2 separate regions of the Gasterosteus aculeatus genome follow, and region 1 is linked to region 2. Evidence: chromatin contacts called from public Hi-C data. All regions are on one chromosome and are shown on one strand. Each heading gives the region's core, a stretch centred on a gene start, on an enhancer-like site or on the middle of the called end of the contact. The rest is flanking DNA. Distances are from core to core; before and after follow the strand shown. Region 1 holds the start of strbp (spermatid perinuclear RNA binding protein). Region 2 overlaps rabgap1 (RAB GTPase activating protein 1).

Evidence for each region. Hi-C and Micro-C count contacts between places; a contact is called where the count stands out from the background.
Region 1: a Hi-C map of skeletal muscle shows a contact between it and region 2, with 2.5 times the contacts expected there. The contact joins the promoter of strbp here to the enhancer-like site in region 2. A contact is called at or near these places in 4 of 6 Hi-C or Micro-C datasets (skeletal muscle, tail fin and whole body).

The regions. Positions count from the first base shown.
Region 1 is chr14:8,990,105-8,993,002 of fGasAcu3.hap1.1, reverse strand. strbp (spermatid perinuclear RNA binding protein) reads left to right here and starts at 1,493. Exons shown (of 19, transcript XM_040198367.2): 1 at 1,493-1,570.
Region 2 is chr14:8,926,283-8,929,310 of fGasAcu3.hap1.1, reverse strand. rabgap1 (RAB GTPase activating protein 1) reads right to left here. Exons shown (of 27, transcript XM_040198332.2): 27 at 2,966-3,028. Among protein-coding and RNA genes, the nearest start is that of LOC144388216, 4.0 kb to the right of the region's middle. Within about 2 kb of position 1,415, at least 4 of the 9 cell types and tissues checked have open chromatin away from gene starts, as enhancers often do.

The DNA of each region.
Region 1 (2,898 bases), core at 244-2,743, 64 kb before region 2:
ACAAATTGTAGATATCCTCACTTTCCTCGTCATTCTGAGAGCATTCAGTGCAAGTAGTGACATAACCAACACAGCATCTGCTCTCCTGCTTTAAAAATCAACGCTAAATGCGGGAAGGCAAAGACTTCGCTGGAAGGATTCAAGGGCATTGGATGTTTCAGTTAAAACACGGCTCTATTTGCCGCGACCTGATTGAGTAGAGCAGCACCTGCAACCCACATGAAATCTAAAAATATTCTGCACCATTGACTGCGCCGTGGCCTCAGTAGGTAGATAAATAGCTGCGTTTGTGTGTATTGTGGGGATGTGTGCATGCGTTAAATTGGGAATACAGTAAGGACTAAATAATATTCCGAGGTTTGCCCCTGCCTCGCTTACAAGCCTTAACCTCAAGACCTCTGTGTAAATATGCATGAGTGTGTGTGTGGCCGTTATGCTAAGCTATTTGAGGCATAATTTGCTGCGATACCATCAACTGCATTTGACTGTTTGCATATTTCACATGGGAGAGATGATATTATACTGGCAACAAGCACGGTGAAAAATGAACAGTAAGACTCAAAAGGTTGCCAACAGTAACGGCAGAAAATCAGCGCGGTGTGTTAGCGTAGCGTACTTATCCGTCTGCCATGCTATTGACAGATGTGTGACAGATGTGGTGTTGTTAATGTTGCAGTGAAGGCAGGCTTTATCTACAGATACGTCACTGTGCAGAATTTGAATGCTTATCAAATCTTTTTCTCAATTTGCTCTATGTTATAGCTTGCTGCTCGAGGGTTGTTTATTGAGGAAGACCCGTGGAGATTATTGTGAAGATACATAAGATTCATCTGAGACTGGCTTCAAAGTAGGCCTATGCTTCATCAAACTGGTAAAAAAAAAAGAGATCAATAATGTATGCACAGAATATGATCTGTAGCTGCAGACGTCAGGTCTGCCCTGACCCTTCCTATAAATTCTTCAAAAATGCTTCAGAGTGCCTCATGTGTCCAGGTGTTTAATGTCAAGGGTCAGTTGTATTTGTATGCAAAAAAGTGACTTTTAGAAAAAAGCAATGCTTTACAAGCAGTGGGTTTTAGGCAAAGAACAAAACGATAATAATAATAATAATCAGATTTTGTAGTCTGTGTTCTGGTTCGACTGCGTTCATTTTATGGAGACTATACATATGCTACGTGTTTAATATAAATCAGCAGTACTGTTTAGTGCACTACATATAGCATTTTCCCTCTTCCTTTCCCTCTCTCACACACAAACACACCTACACTTACAGACACACGCAGGGGGGGATTATGCATTTAAACTGCACGCATCTGCTTTCTTTGGTCCTTGTCACCCCCCTCTTCCTCCCCCTCCTCCCCCCTTGGGTCTCTCCCCGATGCACCGTTCTCCGCACAGGTGCGAGTGCCAGCAGCGGGCTCGAGTCGCTCCGCCAATTAGGATCGCGGAGCGCGACCACGTGAACAAATCCCTTCTAAATTCTCCGTCCGGCAGTCCCGAGTGAGCGAGCGGGTGGGGGGGGGGGGGGAAGAGAGTAATACCGGGCGAGCCGAACGGAAGCCCCGCGCAGGTAAATGGCTTTGTCGCCCCTGGCTTTACACTTTTGGTTTATTTCACTGAGGCTCAGCCGTGATGGTTTGAATGGGGATTCGGGTGGGATTGTTTGGGGGGGTCTGGGACACTGTATCTTGGATTCAATTTGTCGTCGAAGATCTCTGCTCTCCCCTCCGATCCGCGGACAGGACAAACCGCATCATCGGTGCTCGGTCGCTCCGCGCCGTCTGCGCATTGTAACCGCCGCTTGCAGACGCGGGAGGCTATTGATAGTTGACAGAAGCCCCGTAATCCCCGGCTGATCTGGCTGACCGGCCACAGCCATTTGCGAGAAACCAGAATGTTGATTGAACTTTTTTATTTTGCTCCGCGATTTGTTTTAATTGGTAACGCCGGCGTGGATTGACGCCTTGCAGGAGGGTGTGTGTGTGTGTGTGTGTGTGTGGGGGGGGGGGGGGGGGGGGGGGGGGGGGGGGGGGTGATGGGCTTCTTTTTGATGCTGCATGCAACCAGGCAAGCAGGCAGAGGCGAGTTTTTATTGCTGAATTATTTATAAGACTGTCTGGGATTTGGAGAGAGAGAGAAATATGCTTCACTTGAGAGGGAGTCAACATATATTCATAGACTCTTTCTAATCGGGATGTGTCCCCATTTCCACTTAAATGTACAGCCTTTTTTTTAGTTTGACCAATTTCAGCTACAGTCTAATTGAAAGGCAGCGCGTTCCCTTTTTATTTTAGCAATTGAATCTAATTTAATGCTGAGAGGATTATGCGAAAAATCGATTAGCCAACCATGAGAAAATGACTAAATCGAGCTTTTAAGCCAACTCGTGGATGAAGTAATATGAACAAACTCTTTATCTGATTTGAGCTTTTGAAATGTGAGAATTGTATCATTCTCATGTCTATAACAGGAATCTTCGGACTGTTAAATAATCGCTCTGGGAAGTTGTAGGACCATTTGTCCCAATTGTCTGACAGATTAATGCCTCGATTTAACGATTGATCGAGATTAAGGTAAAATAAAACGTTCATACGATGGCTAATTGATGACAAATTAGTCAATAGTTGTCCAAGTTATATTCAATTAAATTAACTAAGTGAACAACAACCCTTTTCTACTGCATCCGCCGCTGTTTATTTCACTGTCACCCGCGTTTCTAATGCTACCTCACACAAAAAAAAGAAAGATGAATGAATAAACAATGAAATACACGCAGCGCATTTCCTCCTGCCATTGTTACTGCCTTTTCACAGCCGCACTCCAGCGGAATGAATCGACTCGCTTCGCACATGCGCACTGGACAGCAACGCCCCCTCCCCTTTTCCTCTCTCTCTCGCT
Region 2 (3,028 bases), core at 166-2,665:
ATTCGGTGCTTTAGAGAGAGCAATCTATAAAATGTTCAGAGCCACATCACAAGGCCCATTCAGTGTGATGTTTAAAATCCTTCACTGTGCTCGGCCTTCTCTGAAGTTCAAGAGCAGAACGGTGCAAGACAGTTTCAGGTTATTAAGCTCTTTTTCTTGGTATAGATATCTGTTATTAGTTCTTTAACTGTGCAAAAGTAGGCTCCAAATGCCTGGATTTTGGGGTTTGTTAATTAGCAAATGGAAACAATGAGTGACCATCTAAACGGACGCAGCATAGCGTAACACTGCAAAGCGTTACGTGACATAATATCACATAAAGTATATTGTTACATATTATTTCAATTGCTTCATCTTGTATTTAACACAAATTGTTTAAATGAATATGCTTGGTGTGTTATTGCAGAAGGAAAAGCACTGTGGAGTCAATAGAATAATACACATAATAATGTATTTATGGCAAATGATAACGCTGTTTTGCTTATTCTTTTTCAGGTTCCCGATATGTCGCACAGGGTCTTGAAAAGAACACGGCCGTCACACATGTCGGTAACACGTGTGATTTGATTAAGAGGTCAAATGTCTCCCGTGGGAAAAGCCCCATAACACTCGATGCAGAAACACAAATGTCTTGATTCAAAATCTCTCATCTAATCAGAATCTACTAAGTGAACACAGATAAAATAAAACGCCGCCAACTACTTTTAGAAATATATCCGCATGTACAACATCTTTGTGACGTTTGTGACCTGTGAGCGCTGCTTGGGACACATCGTCCCTCATTGCGACGTACTGGAGGTAAATTTATATTAATCCAGGGCAGTTCAGGCAGAATAATGTGAATTTATTATTTGTGCTAAAATCAGTGTACTTCCCATGATTAAAAAATGGGGGGAAAACACAAATATATGAGTTTAATTAAATGTGAAAGAAAAGGTTCTCGTCATTTTTCTCAACTCTCCACATTTAACTTACCACTGAAGCTTTGTTTGATTCAACACTCAGGGTTTCACCTTCGAGGCCACATTGAGCCCCCAAATGTCCCACGCATGATCCAGATATTAATATTAACATATAAATACATCAGGCGTTAACCTGAAGGTTCACAGGTCGTCTATATGTAGGTTTTTATCTGATTGGTTTTACAAATCATTGTTTACTTCCAACCTTTGTTTCAACAGCATTTCAGATTTCAATTCACAGGCTTTATTTCTCTGGCATTTTGTAGAACTATACGGTCTAACAACAGTTTAATATTTCTTCAAATAAAATCATGCCCACGATATGTACGTGAGTTCAGTGCGTTGTCAGTCAGGAGCAACGCCGAGTTCAGCAGGTTGTTGGGTGTGTCATCTAACACACACACACACACACACACACACACACACACACACACACACTCGTATGTCCCGTCCCATCAGCATTCCACCTTTGCATTTTACTCTGTTGCTGCCTCGCCGGTCGTATTTATAGCTGTGTAACGCAGGACGGAAAGAGGAGGAGAGGCGGGTGATCCCTTCCTGGGTTAGAAACACTCCAGATGATCTACGCGAGACCTCCAGCGCAACCAGTGCAACCTGTTCATTGAGTGCACGCAGGCCACGGCAGAAAATAGCTCATCCCAGAGACGGGAACAATGCAGCCGTGCGTGAGTGAGTAGGACGACTGAGATGAAAGTGTAAGATACCAGGAGATTTGCATCCAGCTTGAGCAGCTGATGGAGGCGGTTTGCAGGGGGCGGACAAAAATTAACCGGAAGGAAACTTTTATTTTCACGCTGTAAACTGTCTCAGATGTGCAGTGAAGGTTTTCCCAGGAGGTGAGTTAGAGAACGCTCATTATTATAACAATAGCAGCCTTAATCGTAGCCTCCAATCCTTTTCAGCAGAAACATGAAAACCAGCAGAAAAACAACATGCTTGGCTTTATAGATTTATTTTTTAGAAGCCGGCTTTGAACTCGGAAGACGGATAAAACTGCAAAGCACTATTAAATATATAACTCTTTTTAAAGATTTGGAGCCTTGAACGCATTGAGTGCTCTAATGGAGGGAAGGTGTTTGACCTGAATAGTACAGAAAATGCTTTTTACTTTCCAACAGAAACTGGGGATGGAAATGGTTCCCATTTGTGAGTTAGGAATCCCAACATGTTGATTTAGCTCGTGCAGAAAGAGGATCGTACTACCGAGCACGAGAGATAGAACATTTGGTATATATTTATTTTCTTTCTTTTTCGTGCTGAAATGCACGCATGAAATCATGTTTAGACTTAATGCTACTGTACGGCCTGCAGTTAGTTTGAGTTGTACGCTGTCTCACAGACCTTTTCATCTAAATTCAATATTCAAACAATGGATTTATTTACCATTTTCGTTCTTTCAGCTGTGATCAAATCTTTTCAAACCAAAGCGACTGAAACATCAAAGCACCAGGTGGTTTATTCAGTTTGTATTTGGCCTCCCGCAGATCGATCGAGTATCGAACCGCGATGCTTTTTAGTGCCACGGTTTTAGTTCTGTGTGAATTGTCTTTGAACACAAACTTTTTTGACATAATTACTTTTTGACAAACTAAACCAGAACTTTGACATATTTTTTCTATGAATTGTTTACAAGCTGTACGCCAACTATGACTTTCTTTTTTTACAGGCTATATTTGGCTTTTATTTGACATTACCAGGACTTTTTTGACATAGTACACTGACTTTGCAAGAAGTCTTTAGGTCCTTTTTTCAATAGAGTATACATTTGAGTTTTTTCAATCACCGACTTCTTTATTGCATAACTTGGCCTTCTATATTACAATATCTATAACCAGTCATGGCAAACAAACACTGACCTTTTTATGGTGTGATTCAGTTCTTTGTATTACGATGACCATACTTTCAGTTTAACTTCTTCATCTCCAACTACTGTGTGTAGGATCTTCCATTAAAAATGCAGGAGGAGTCAAGAGGCAGACGTATTGTGTTGATATCTTTATATTGGAATTCATGAAGTATACACAATGTATCCTACACTATAACAA